Regions from separate parts of the Mus musculus genome. Here regions 1, 2, 3 and 4 are each linked to region 5. Evidence: chromatin contacts called from public Hi-C, capture Hi-C and promoter capture Hi-C data. All regions are on one chromosome and are shown on one strand. The core of a region is the stretch at or near the end of the contact, and the rest is flanking DNA. Distances in the headings are between cores, read along the strand shown.

Region 1 (2,700 bases), core at 13-2,512, 1.5 Mb after region 5:
GCTGACATTCTCAGAGCATGCAAAAAGACCTAGTCTGCCAGCTTTTTTTTCCTTCCTAATGAAGCAGCTTTGTGAAATCTCCCCATGTGTTAATACTAATGAAGATCCTCCAGCACAATTAAAATCACAGCCAGTGGCTGAGGAGGAAACATAAAACAATAGCATCTTTTAGGATACATCTAGCCACATATGCACGCATAAAATAATACATGGGCAAATCATTCTCTGAGAACTACATTTTTACTTGGTCTTCATTCTGAAAACTAAATTATCTAATTTGTAATTACACAAACTTCAAGAGTTTATTGTGTTCTTAATAAACACCTTAATATATATATATTTTAAATGACCTTTTTGTCTTCGTGGGTAATAACGTGTACCTAGGTTAAGGGGTTTTTTTTTTTTTTTTAACTCGTTTTTAGGAGACTGCGGGTACACTGTTGGAGGGAACGGGGTGTTCTTTGCCTTTAGTTTAACTTGATTGGTTGAAGGGAATTGGGGAGTGGAAGGTTAAAAATTGAGACAGCCAGCTGACATTCTGGGGCTCTGATGGAGCACAGCACGTTTAGTTGGTAATGGGCTATTAGTCTTTTAAAGTGTTTAGTTCTTACAGTTTAACTAGCTTTTTTTTTTTTCTTAACCGAAACTAGAAAAAAAAATGAGATTACGGCTTACAGATTATACAAATAACTGTAAAAGAACTTAGTGTTTATTCATTTGAATATTATTGATTCACACCATGAACATCACAAGCATTTAAATTCGTCCATGGAAAAGCATTAGTAGTTTACCTTGAGATCGCCTTGCGCCCTGCTTTTTAAAGCCCTAGCATGCACAAATTCTTGGCATATTAATTTAGCGTGTAGACTCCAACACAATTCCTAGTTTACAAACATAAAAGTTGGTGGAGATGGCTTATCTGTGTTCCCTAACAGTCCGTTTAAGTTTTTTTTTTTTTAAATTAAGTATTCAGTTCTGTCCCCCCCTCCCCGCCCCCCGAAAAGCAAAACAAAACATGTAAGTTTCTTAACTTTTTCTTGGGACGAGGAGCGGTGCAAACTCAAAGATACAGTATTCTTGGAATGAAGAAGCAGCCCCCTCCCTTGGCTCCTTTTAGAGCTGATAGGTCATTTATTATTGGAACTGAAATGGTATAAACAATTCTCTCGCTCTTTTTTCCCTTGTTAACAGCAACTTTCATTGTTAGAGAGAGGAGAGAGAGAGAAGCCTTGTTGGTTGACGTCACTTGGTTCATGAAGCCTTCGCCTAGAAGTGAAGCTGCTGAACAAACCTTGAGAAGAATCATCTCCTGCTTCAATCTGCTGCTGGATAGGAACTAATCAGAGAGCGAGCGGCGGAAGACGGGGACGGAGGGAGCCAGGGCTTTCGCGATCACGGATCTCACCTCCACTCCAACTCCCTAGACTTTCTGGCAGGAATTAGAAGAGAAATAAGGAGGCGGTGGGGATTCCGAAAAGCTTAACCCGCACCCGGGAAGGGCGAAAATCCCTTCCCCCGCAACTCAGTTCGAAAGTGAAGGTGAGTTTGAGAGCCGGGGTGCGGGGGTGCGGGCGAGGTGGGTTCCGGGCGGAGAGCGGCGGCTGCGGGCTGGAGCCCTCCCGAGGCGCCCGCCGCTGTTTACCCGCGCCGCCCGGTGTGGCTCTTTGTTGTGCGGCTGCGACGCAGCGGTGGCTCTGGGGTCCCGACTAGAGTCCCGGGCGGAGGGCGCGGGGCGCGGGGCCCTGGTACCGGGCGGGGTGTGTGTGTGGGGGGTGCGGGCTCCGCGGAACGGAAACTTTGCTGGGAGTGCGGGCGCGGGCGGGCGGGCGAGCGAGCGGCCGGGCGGGCCTCGTCCCTCCATTGTGCCCGCCGCCCTCGCCGCCGGCCTCGCGGCGTCCTCCAGCCCGGCCCGCTGCGGCGCCCCGCGGGGCAGCTCCCGAGGCGCCGGGCCCTGGCCGCCCCCGCCTCCGCCCGGGGCCCGCAGCCTCGCTCCCGCCGAACCGCGCCAGGCCGCTGGGGCTCCGGAGCCGGGTGGGGGTGGGGCCGCGGCCCCGGGCGGCGGGTACCGGGCGGCTCGGCTCCGGGAGGGCTCCGGGCGTCCTGGGGCCGCGGCGGCCTGGCGGGCTGGGCTCCGGGTCCTCGGGCTCCGCGTCCTCCCTCCCCCGCGACGCCCCGCTCCCCTCCCCTAAAGTAGTTCCGCGAACCCCAGAATTGGGATCGGGAAAGGCTAGGAAGTGTGCCGGGACTCGGAGCCGGCCCCGCGGGGTGGGGGCTGGCTCCTCTTCCCCTCTCCTCCGTGTTTATCTTTTGTGTGTTGTTTCCTTGTGAAGCGAGAAGCAGCTGCAGTCCGTGGCCGAGTTGTTGAAATTTATCCCTTTGTGTATATTACAATATCCTCCATTTTTCCCCCTGCCCTCTAAACAACAAGCGTTTCGCCATCTTGGGCAATTTTTATTCCCAAGTCTGTCTGTCTCTTTTAATTTTTAAGGAAGGGAAAGGAGCCATAGAAATGAAAAAAAGTGTGCCTGGATAAGGCTCAAAGTTAGGAACGGTTCAGGGGGCCATGTGACGTCATGTAAACTTTTATCAAGAAAATTTCCCCAAAGTGGTTTTTTGTTTTCCTCAAAATTTTCTCGTTTTTCGGAATCGTGTAACTTAGAGGCTAGTGATAAGTTGTGCACTTTATTTTTGTATTTTGCA
Region 2 (2,700 bases), core at 179-2,678, 1.1 Mb before region 5:
ATACAAGGTCTCTGGGAGCTCAGATTAGCCTCAAGCTGAGAATGACCTTGAACTCTTGTAGTTCCTGCCCCCACCTCTCAAGGGCTGGGACTTCAGGCCAGGCTAACATGCCCAATTTATGTGGTTCTGAGGATCCAACCCAGGGGAAACACTCTACCAACTAAGCTACATCCTCAGCTATCTCTGATAAATAATCATTAAACAAATGAAAATTTATTGGAAATGCATCCCGTGAAATATATACTTTATTAGACAAAGGTGTATCTCCTAGCAAAAACTACTTTCTATTTTTTTTTAATATAACAACTAAATATAACAAGTATTAAAAGGTGGACTGATAACATTACCTTAAGGACGTTCTCAGTCCATTTAAATGACTAATGAGGAGTATATATTTGAAAGTGCACAATGCTAGCTGGAATTCAAGCAAGTAACTACAAGCAAACCAGTTTCAGTAAAGTGTGTATTGAAGCTGAAGGCCTAGAACTGAAAAATTACTTTTTAAGCTAATCACTTACTCCCAAGGGTAGGGATTATTTTTTGAAGCCCATAATCACATGTCAATGTCTACACCTATCTGTAACAAAACACTAATGTCTCTTTTTAGGGAACAACAAATAGCAACAGGCCTAGGAAATCTGCTCTCTTCTGCCAGCACTGCAGTGACCACTGCCCAGCCACACTACATAGCCGGCCTCACTGGGCAGAACATTGATGAGGGGAGTGAAAGTTTAGCTTCTTTCGAAAGAGGAAGGGTCTACCCACAGGTTGCAATAATGACTTGAAACTCTCAGAGGTACTGAGGATTAAGGTTACAGAAGAGGGAACAGCCGAACCCCTCCAAAAGCAAAGTCTAGAAAATCCGGTCGCGCTTGGTACTATAGAAAAAGAAAAGTTTAGGAGGCACTGAACGTACATCTCAATTTTTTTTTTCATAAGCAACTTAAAAGACAAGATATGGTGGTAAAAAGATAACTAGAAAAACTACTTAAGTTGGGGATAAATCACAAAAGGTAAATGGAACAAGACATGGTCTTTTGCTCCTCCACTCTATAAACAAAATCTAGAAAGCACAAACACTTCACACCACCGCCTGGACAAGGACGTTTCTTGAGGCTCTGGACCAGACTCCAGCTCGCGGTTCTCCCCTGGGCGCAGGGCCCCGCCCAGCCCTAGCTTCTAGCACCTTACGGTGTCCCGGCGTCGCCTGGTACCAGAGGTCACTGCCAGGGCCACAGGGTGAACTCCGCATGGTGATGCGGCCCGCGGGGTCGCCACAGCTCGCGAGGACTTACCGCCCCTCCGTATCCCGGGTAGGCCATGACCAGGCGATCGAAAGTAACGCGTCACCAGTAAGTCAGCGTCAGCGCGGCTTAGAGCGGGGAAAGCGCAAGTGCGTGCGACAGGTGCGGAAGGTCCGAGCGCAGTGCCGCGCACCTCCGCTCCGGTGAGCCGGCTCTGCCTGGAGTCCCGCCCCCGACCACAGGCCCACCCCTGCCAGAGCAAGCCCCGCCCATCTCACCTGTGATTGGCTGCAGCCTGTCTCCTGGATTCCAGTCCATCTCTCTTACTGGTTCTTTCGAGTTCTTACCAGAAGCCTCCTCCACAGTTATTTCCCCACCCTCCAAGGAGAGCTTCTCCAGGCCATCAACTCCTAGAGTTACTTTTCTCAGTAGAAACCCCAAACCCACCAGGTGATGACTTCTTGTAGCCTATCCGTATTTCCTTTGGACCAGATAATTGTAACTTTGTAGTTACTCACGGTTCTGTGTCGTGTGGATGCAGGATCAGAGTTTCAAAACCATGACCACCATAGCTATTGCCTGCCACACTTGATACCTAATGTGAGAAAGGCTATTTGTAGTTTTATAGATAAATGGTGGCCACAGTTGCCAAAAATAGCAAATAAAAATACAGGATATCTATTGAATTTGATTTTTGAAGAGATTTTTAAAATCTGTATGTCCCAAATACTGAACAAAAAATACATCTGCTTTTTAGAATATTGTTTACATTGCTTACATGGTGTCCTCCATAGTATTTAGTAACTTTACCAGTGATTCAACTTTTGAGAAAACTATTAATACATGATTATATCTGATTATAAACATCAAGAGAACATCTTGGTTTTTATCATTTTGCAAAAAGGAAGGACAAGCCTGCTTTTCTCTGAAATTCCTGAATTTTGTTTCTCCAAGTCTAGAATTCAGAAGAAGAGGGAAGCTTTGGAATTAACTTATAAACAAAAGGGATACCATTTTGATTTCTTTATGAAAAAGAAAAGAGCTAATATTAAAAACTAAGCCCATCAACAACTGTTAAGTATTGACAGAGGAAATCAGCCTTGCAGCCCTGAGTAATTTAACAATCGCTCTGCTGTACTACAGCCGGAAGAACGTGTTGAACCTTGTGAAACAATTTTATCAGAAGAGGCAGAAAGATGCAAGTTGCTAGTATCCACCCTACTATTGAGAAAGTGGCAGTTTCTGCAGCAGTAGCTATTTCTTTAGCTAATATTGGGATCTATTCAAAGAGAAGTAGAATAAAAACCTGCTTGATAAAATAAATGAGAGTGTGACTCAGTAGGTAGCAGGTGATTCTCTTAGCAGAAGAAATCCATGCAAAGCTGTATTCTAATTGACAAACTGCATATGCAAAGTGCTTAGGAAGTGTTGTCTGTAATTGCGACACTAATCCAAA
Region 3 (2,700 bases), core at 191-2,690, 1.1 Mb before region 5:
TAAATAACAAAATATTAGGGTTTTATGAGGAAACAGAAGGGGAAAGCCTGCAAGGCCAAGTATGCTTCCAATCACTTGGGCGACTTCACCTGTGTGTTTGACAAAGTCCTGCCTCTGTGTTCAGCCCAGAACGCCCATTCCAGGCAGGAATCAGCATGACTTGGTACTCCTAAAACGTTTTACAGAGTGCAGCTTACAATCGTTTAGAGTGGATCTCAGGTTTGTAATCGTAACTAGAGACTAACAGGAGGGCATGGCATAAAGTGCTGCTCTGGTTATTTTGAACGCTGTCACGAGGTTCATGAAAATCTTGCAGCTCTCCTACTGTTTTCAAAGAATCCCAGGCCTCCCTGGCCTCCCCAGATTTCAGTGAATATCTCCTCTAAAAGATTAATTTTTCTAAACGTGACTATCTGATAGCTTCTATTCTCCATAGGATTCTGGGCCAGGAAGTTCTTTTCAAAGTGTTAATGTTCCTCCATAGCTGGTGGTCTAGTTGCCTGCTTGGGGGACGGCAACCTACAGACTCTCTTTTATGCTCTTTCTGTACTGAAACAAAGCTGCTGTCTTTATTTCTCACTCTGAACGCCTCTTTTCTCCCTCCCATGACATAGACAAATGGTAATGTTTACTCCAAGGCAGTGCATTAGTTGCTAATTAAGTTACTAGATGCTTCAGCCAAAACGTGTTGTAATCAGTCCAAGAAAAGAATGGCAGCTATATAAAAAATAAGTTGTTGAGGGTTTTGTATTGTTGTTTTGTTTTTGTTTTATTGTAAGAGAGTTGTCTACTAGAGAATACAGGGACCTTGCATACTGGGAGTTAGGAAGCCTTCAGTCTTGGCTTCCTCCTAAACTCAGTTGGTGGCTAAAGTCAGCATGCATCTGTCATTAGGCAGGCCCCGGTCAAAGCTGAATAAATATTACACCGCCAAACAAAGCATGAGAAAATAAAGCTGTTGAGAGTAGTTCACTTTTTCATACTTAAGCCCCCGTTCTTGGAGGAACAAATTAGTTTTTGGGACCCCACTGGGCGGGAAGTTTATGGTAGGATGGATGCAGAAACGCCCCCTGGAGGTCTGGAACCTCTCTTTGTCTGCCCCACCCCCACCCCCACCCCTTGATCCCCACAAATGAGAATAACTCAATTTTCACATCAAGGCTTAGGGGCAATTCTTCCTTTCCCCCAAGACCTTCCTCGCCCTCTCCCTATTAACTGACAAGTGAGTACAGTCTTCTAAGCGGCACCCAGCGGTGAAGACAAAAGTATCCTTAAATAAAATAGTGCAGAGTACCGCTTGCTTTCTCAACACAAGGAAGAATTCGCGTTCCCTTTCCTGTTTCTCACTTTCTCACGGTGCTCTTGACCAAAGTCCTCACCTAACCCGCCGCTTCCACAGGCCTCCTCCACCCTCACGAAACTTATTCTCTGGCCCGGAAGTTGACGTTAGGAAAGTCTGGAGAAGAGAATCGAAACAGAAACCGATCTGTGGGTGGAAGGCAATACTTAAAGCTCCCTGAGGGTGAACGTCCCAGCGGCCGCAGAGCGAGAGCGGTCCCGGGTCTGTGCCCACCAGTTGCAGCGCTGTCCTGGCTCGTCTGCCCCCTGCCGGGTGCCACCGATCGATCCGGTGCTCGGAGGCTACTTGGTACCTGCGGCTCTCAGGCAGTTCAGGCGGGGACACATTCACTGCCACCTGAGGATCGTCCTCCCGCCCGCCCCGCCCGCCCGGGAGACTCCTCTCCCATTTCCTGAGACCTCACGATGTCGATTGTCTGTTCTGCAGAGGACAGCTTCAGGAATCTCATCTTATTCTTCAGGCCCAGGCTGAAAATGTACATTCAGGTGGAGCCAGTGCTGGACCACCTCATCTTTCTGTCTGCAGAAACCAAAGAGCAGATTCTTAAAAAGATCAACACCTGTGGTAACACCAGCGCGGCAGAACTGCTGCTGAGCACCTTGGAGCAGGGACAATGGCCTCTGGGATGGACGCAGATGTTCGTGGAGGCCCTAGAGCACAGTGGCAATCCCCTAGCCGCGCGCTATGTCAAACCCACACTCACTGATCTGCCCTCTCCTTCCTCTGAGACTGCCCATGACGAGTGTCTCCACTTGCTGACCCTCCTCCAGCCCACTTTGGTGGACAAACTTCTGATTAACGATGTCTTGGACACTTGCTTCGAGAAGGGACTATTGACAGTCGAAGACAGAAATCGGGTAGGTGTCAATGTAGTCGGAGACAGGTTTCTGGAAGATTTTGGGAAGCAGGAAGCAGGGTTGCTTGTACATTTTTTCCCTAGAGGGCGGCTTTTGACTTCTGTCAGCGCAACCTCCCCATCTTGTATAATTGTTCAAAATAACCCACAGGGAGTCCATTTAACAGATGAGAAAAACAAGGTAAGTTAAACAATTCATTCTTGGTCTCCCAGGAAGAACAGAAGCGGCCTTGCCATCATTATGATTAATCAATTCCAGGTGATACTGAATTTTATGATTTAGTTTTACCTATTCCTCAGTATGTCAGCCAGTAAGCTATGGCCCACCCGCTGCATCTAGCCTTCTATTCGTATTTTAAGAACCAGAAACTAAGAATGTTCTTTAGCTGTCTGATTTTTCAATTGTAAGTGTTGATAAAGTTTTATTGGAACTCTCGTCCTTAGTGCTTATTATATACTTTTTTATAGTTGCCTTTTCACGGTT
Region 4 (2,700 bases), core at 107-2,606, 1.0 Mb after region 5:
AGTCATCTTAATGAGGACTGAATCTTCCCACTACAGGCAACATTCCCACAGTAGTGTGGTTCGAGGCCAACAGAGAGAAAGTCGGGGTTGGTGACTGCAGACTGTGTGGTATGCGGTGCTCACAACATGCGTTTTCTGCCTATTGTCAGGAAAGACTTCTGTGTATACTGCTATTCTATAGACTCGAGAAGTACACATTGAGTCTTCTCTCGTCTTCCTCTTCAGCCTTAGTCCTTCAATTTCCTTCTCAGAGGACAACCAGACATCTTTCCTTAAGCCATGCCCCTGATACCTCCAATCCCAAGACTTCTCAAGACTCTCACTGTGACTGAAGTATACACATCTTGCTAGCTCACAGAACTCAAGGCTTACTTAACCTCCACCAGCAAGCTGTCTAGGTTCCAGCAAGACTAAGGCCCTATCTCCCTCCGACCATCACTCCTGGCTATGCATACCTTGTAGGCAGAGGCATATTTCCTGAGTCTGGCACTGTAATTGTCGGTTTTGTTATTGGCAAAGTAAGACAGGTCCTCCAAGATCCCATCATCTGTCCTCCTTTCCCCCAGGTTCCCTTTTACTGTCTTCCCACTTCTGTTTTACCCGCTATGCCAAGGTCTTACTTAGGCAAGGGCCTTGTATCAGACTGCTTGCTCTCTTATGTATTGAATGCTTCCTGTATAATAAATGTTAGTTATTTGGCGGGGAAGGTGGGCAGTTAGAAAGACTGCGACTGGTCACGGTTTGGGCAGCCTGATGTTTTGTATTTATTTGTTGTTGTCTACTAATTTAGGGAGTAAGTTTTGTTGAGTTAAGGAGTAACCGAGATCCAGTCACACACCTTTCTGACTGGGTTCTTCAACTCTACAGTGTGGGATATTTGATTAGATGAAGATGATCTAAGAAAACGGAAGCCTGGGGTTATTTTAAAATAGGATAAAGCTGGATACTGAAGGTGACTTCTGGTTACTCTGGAGCAATGTTGAAGACCAGGTTGGGCCCCTAGGTGTCTCCTGTGCTCTGCATTCCAGAGGCATCCCGGGCCTGAGTTCACCCGGCAGCTCTTTTGACTCCTCTGCCGGCAGCCAAACCCTTGCAAATCCAGTGGGCAGGTTTCTTCTCCTGGAGAGGATTAGCTCGCTCACCCACACTGGGGACGGGTGACCAGGAATTGCAGCAAATCCGAGAGAGAAGTTTGAGCACTCATGGAGCAGGGAAGGGGAGCCACGGTGCTGCTTTAGCCCTACTTTCTCCTAACCCCAAAAGGCCAGAGTGTTTAAGCTGCACAGGGCCCGGCCCTTTTTCCTGCTCCCTCCCCAAAGCAGTGTGGGCGGGGCGGCGAAAACTCCGCTATTTGCGTCTCCACGCCCAGAGTCCCAAGTGTACACGCTGTGGCGACAAGGGAGGCGAGTTCATCTCCAGGGCTCTGGGATGGCGTGGTCCTCAAGAAGAGTGGTAGCTTCTCTTGCCTCCTGCAGCCTAGTCCAGAGCAGGGGACACGGTTCTGATTCCCGTGGGTGTCACCTAGCGTGCCTGATGGTGCAATGGTTAGCGATGCTGCAGCTGCTCTGGCTGCAACAGCTGCTGCTGCTGGGGATTCACCAGGGCATCGCCCAAGATTTGACTCACATCCAGGAACCGTCCCTCGAGTGGCGTGGTGAGTGTCCGCAGCGCCGAACTGGGGGCTGATTGGCACCCGGGACTCGGGGCGGAAAACGGGTAGGAGTTGAGCAAGACAAGTAAGAGCAAGGCCTAGTTTGTATTGTGGTTGCTTGTGTACTGTCCCGGGGCAGATGGGACAGTCTCTTCCGCACATCCTCTTGTCCTCCAAATTAGGGCGAGGTAAGGGGCAGGGTCTTGCCTTCCAGGCTTGCGGGACCTAGGAGAGTAGAAATAGTTTCAAAATGCAAACTTTACACGGGTTGATTAAGAGGGTCACCTTTCAGATAATGCTGACAAAAAGATGTCTTCTTTCATTACCTTCCAAAGGGAGAAGTTGGATCTACATTCTACAGATAACCCCCAAACAGGCCTGTCTGCTACGCCCCTTGGGGAGGCGGGGCTCAGTGGGGTGGACAGCGATGGGATTTGTACCTTCTGGTCCTCCGTTTCTCTAGGCTGAACAATGGCTCTATAATATTCATGAACCACTGACAAATAAGTTACACAGCCCCCGACACGCGTACAAACTGATAAATGCAGCATCGGTTTGAGCATCAGCCCACATACAGTAAGGCCCCAACGTGAGCATAGAAGGAAGCCCAAGGAAAAGAATCAGTGTCCGCAAGGAGCAACTCAGGCCCGAGTCTCTGAGACATAAAAGGTGTGTCCCTGAACGCGTGACTGTGCCGTGATCAAAGGCAAGCAGGTGGCCTTAAACCAGAAGGAGCCTCCTGGCAGCTCCTGTGCGTTCTGTCCTAGGAAAACCTTTGGCGAAGAGGCATAAAACAAGATGTAATCCAGTTCTTTGTTCTTTTATTTTTCCTTCAACATATGCACACATTTTTAAGTTGTTTTTTTTTTTTTTTTTTTCCCTCAGTTGTACTTCAGAGCACTCTAGGGGCTTTATCCTCACCAAGGCTAAACCACACCAGCTCTTCCTATTCTGGAGCAGCCAGAAATGCTCTTAGGTATTTTTCAGTTAAGTAAAACTCTAAGTACACAGGGGCAAGCATATGCATAGATAGGCAGTTGGCCACTTTG
Region 5 (2,700 bases), core at 148-2,647:
GTATCTTCCTCCTGAGTTCTGGGATTAAAAGCATGAGCCACCATGCCTGGCAACAACTGTACCTTTAAGAAAGGAAAAGAAAGAAAGAAAGAAAGAAAGAAAGAAAGAAAGAAAGAAAGAAAGAAGAAAGGAAGGAAGGAAGAAAAAAAAAACGACATAAAAATCCAAACTTGGGAAAAGTGACCAACGCCAAGAGAAGAGGGTGTACAGAGTAAGCAATGATCTCATTTCCATAGGGGAGCAAAACAACGTGAGTAGGCGCCTTTAAGAGATGTGGAAGGCTTTGTCTTACATGATTGAAAACGCTTTAGCGGGGTGGTTTCATTTTCTCCTTTATCATTTGAGGGGTTCACGGCCCCTCTCAAAGGGGACAATATGGCTTTTCGCAAGAAGGTGGTGCTTGTCTTTCTGTTACTGGGCAAACGGCGGGGTGTTACTCCACCTCTCTTCACTTTCTAGCTTATCGTTTCTTCTTCATGTTAACTTCTCAAAAGTTTCTGCGAGAGAAAAAGACACCCAAGAAGGCTGCTTTGTACAGCCAGCCTAATAGTGAGAGAGCCTAAGTCCTCTGGGGGTACAGCGAGCATCTTCCCCCTTGATCGGATTTCAGGACAAGCATTGCTCTTTTTCTTCTCGTTTGTTTGCTTGCTTGCTTGTTTTTGGTGTATAACTCGTTGCCACTCAGTTTACACGACGGTGGAGACTCTACCTAATGACTGGGTGACCAGGGAAGGAGGATGGCTACTTCTGCTCTTTGAGCCTTGGCCACCCATTCTCTCCGGGACTCCTAGGGGGAAGTTACCCAACTTCTCATTGACAAGACTATGATGACACTCCACAGGAAAGCAGAGAAGGGAATTGTGCAACTCCCGGGATAGACACAAAGAGTCTATTAAGTGTTCGAGGGCATAACCGCCGGGGCGACCGGCTTCTGCGAAGTCGAGGACTCCGGGATCCCCGGCGCCCCAACACCGCAGGCCGTGCCGCGCTCGTTTCCAGCCCCGGGAAGCAGCGAGGAGAGCGGCAGTCACCCTGCCGCGACGGGTGGGGGACTGTCGTCGCGGAGCTGAGGTCACGGGCCGGGAAAGCCCCACAGGGTCAGCTCGGGGACAGGGACCCGCGCTTTCTCTCGCTCAAAATCGCGCTGTAAACTCGCTGGGGCCGCAGCTCTACTTCTCGGAGGAGACTTCGGTGCAGCGCAGCGCATCCCACACCCGCTCACACACCCCAGCCCTGCGTCCCCGGGCTCGGCCGACCCAGACTCCCTGTCTCCGCTTTTACTCACAGTGGAGGGTTCCGGCTGTGCTCGCTCACGCCACAGGTCGCCGGTGCCCGGCAGAATGACTGCAACCGGAAGTAGCTTTCCGTTCCAGTTCAGAGGGCAGCGACTGCGCTCTGAGTCATTAACGCTTCACCTTCCATCCTCAGGGCCAGCCCCGCCCCACGTCCCGCCTCTGCAGGAAAGCCCCGCCCACAAAGCCCCGCCCCGCCAAGCTCCTTGGAGGCCCGGGGCCATACAGGAAATAGCATCTGACAGTAAGAGAACCCTAAACATAAGTCATTTGTTTAAAGGTCACTTCAGTGTCTTAGCTAGAATTTTGAGCAAACAGTAAATAACTACTTCTAATATTACCTTATATGTAGGTTAGAGAACCACTCAGAAAAACTTGATATATTGTGAAATTCCTGTTTAGAGCAGGTAGGGGAAGGCCCAGGAAATTACAGTTTTCACCAGATCCTTATGCGAATATAATTGAGTTAAAGTCCACAACTTGAGAAATATTACATATACACTCGGTGTTTCCTCCCACTAGTAATACTTTCCAATGGATATACTTGCTAAAAAAAATTCAATTTCTAGTAAATTTCTCGGGGATTAAAAGTTTCTCATTATTTTATCCAGACATGCTTGAATGATAGCTGAGAGAGAAATTTCAGATGGACGCAGTGAGAAAAACATCTTTTCCGTGTTAGAACAAGAGAGTTGGGTTCTGGCTGCCCCATTTTCTCTTTAGTTCAAAGATTCAAACACTTGTCTGGTTCTAACCGTTAGCTTGAATATTTGGGGCAAATTTTAAAATTCAAACCATCGTTTAAAACTATTAAAAAACTTTCATCAGCTGCGGTTGCTCACAGAAAACCTAAGCAAGATCCAACCAATCAACCTGCTACCACAGTGGTGGGTGGGGTTCACAAGCCCATATGTCAAACCAGTATCTGTGAGGAGCTAAGGGCAGTGGGTGGACTTGAGGGGAGGAGGCCAGTTTTATTTAGGGTGTGTCTCATGCTTCAGTAGATGATACTATGTCTGAATTTATACAGGCAGCACAAACTGGACTTTGTGGTCACTTGGGGTGGGAGGTGGAGGTCATAAGGTTGGGAGAGGGGATGGATCTAGGAGGAGTTGAGGGGGATATGGTCAGAACATTGTGGGGCTGGAAAGATGGCTCAGAGGTTAAACACATGATTGCTCTTCCAGAAGACCCCCGTTTAATTCCCAGCACACACATGGCAGTTCACAACTGTCTGTAACTCTGGTTCCAGGGGATCCTATACCCTCACCCAGACATATATGCATTATAATATATTTCTAAAGGAAAAATAGAACAAACACATTATATGATTCTTTAAAAAATATTATAAAATATTACTCAAAATTTTAACAAGCAGAACTTCCCACCTATAACATTTAGATCAAGT

What was found. A called contact is a pair of places that touch in the nucleus more often than the background predicts. Capture Hi-C pulls out chosen DNA fragments and counts their contacts.
Region 1: a Hi-C map of B cells shows a contact between it and region 5, with 5 read pairs. The contact joins the promoter of Baz2b here to the promoter of Tank in region 5. A contact is called at or near these places in 1 of 39 promoter capture datasets (the 3T3-L1 cell line), 1 of 484 Hi-C or Micro-C datasets (B cells) and 1 of 115 datasets of contacts at active chromatin or transcription factors (trophoblast stem cells).
Region 2: a capture Hi-C map of embryonic stem cells shows a contact between it and region 5, with 4 times the contacts expected there. The contact joins the promoter of Gca here to the promoter of Tank in region 5. A contact is called at or near these places in 1 of 39 promoter capture datasets (pre-B cells), 1 of 15 datasets of contacts at CTCF or cohesin (large pre-B cells), 3 of 484 Hi-C or Micro-C datasets (embryonic stem cells, erythroblasts and rod photoreceptor), 4 of 115 datasets of contacts at active chromatin or transcription factors (DN3 thymocytes, embryonic stem cells, large pre-B cells and 1 more) and 2 of 9 other capture datasets (embryonic stem cells and liver).
Region 3: a contact with region 5 is called in a Hi-C map of B cells, with 16 read pairs. The contact joins the promoter of Ifih1 here to the promoter of Tank in region 5. A contact is called at or near these places in 3 of 39 promoter capture datasets (embryonic stem cells, hippocampal neurons and pre-B cells), 1 of 15 datasets of contacts at CTCF or cohesin (large pre-B cells), 4 of 484 Hi-C or Micro-C datasets (B cells, erythroblasts, peritoneal macrophages and 1 more), 10 of 115 datasets of contacts at active chromatin or transcription factors (the 230-238 cell line, the SCID.adh cell line, bone marrow-derived dendritic cells and 6 more) and 3 of 9 other capture datasets (adipose tissue, liver and macrophages).
Region 4: a contact with region 5 is called in a promoter capture Hi-C map of pancreatic islet. The contact joins the promoter of Pla2r1 here to the promoter of Tank in region 5. A contact is called at or near these places in 1 of 39 promoter capture datasets (embryonic stem cells) and 2 of 9 other capture datasets (embryonic stem cells and pancreatic islet).

Annotation. Positions count from the first base shown.
Region 1 is chr2:60,124,302-60,127,001 of GRCm38.p6, reverse strand. Baz2b (bromodomain adjacent to zinc finger domain, 2B) reads left to right here and starts at 1,262. Exons shown (of 36, transcript NM_001001182.3): 1 at 1,262-1,539.
Region 2 is chr2:62,663,055-62,665,754 of GRCm38.p6, reverse strand. It overlaps Gca (grancalcin), which reads right to left and starts at 1,428. Exons shown (of 8, transcript NM_145523.3): 1 at 1,296-1,428. The coding sequence starts at 1,322.
Region 3 is chr2:62,644,995-62,647,694 of GRCm38.p6, reverse strand. Ifih1 (interferon induced with helicase C domain 1) reads left to right here and starts at 1,440. Exons shown (of 16, transcript NM_027835.3): 1 at 1,440-2,217. The coding sequence starts at 1,765.
Region 4 is chr2:60,551,964-60,554,663 of GRCm38.p6, reverse strand. Pla2r1 (phospholipase A2 receptor 1) reads left to right here and starts at 1,356. Exons shown (of 30, transcript NM_008867.2): 1 at 1,356-1,654. The coding sequence starts at 1,534. It overlaps Gm13583 (a long non-coding RNA gene), which reads right to left. Exons shown (of 3, transcript XR_374557.4): 3 at 1,648-1,876.
Region 5 is chr2:61,591,794-61,594,493 of GRCm38.p6, reverse strand. Tank (TRAF family member-associated Nf-kappa B activator) reads right to left here and starts at 1,397. Exons shown (of 8, transcript NM_001164072.1): 1 at 1,286-1,397.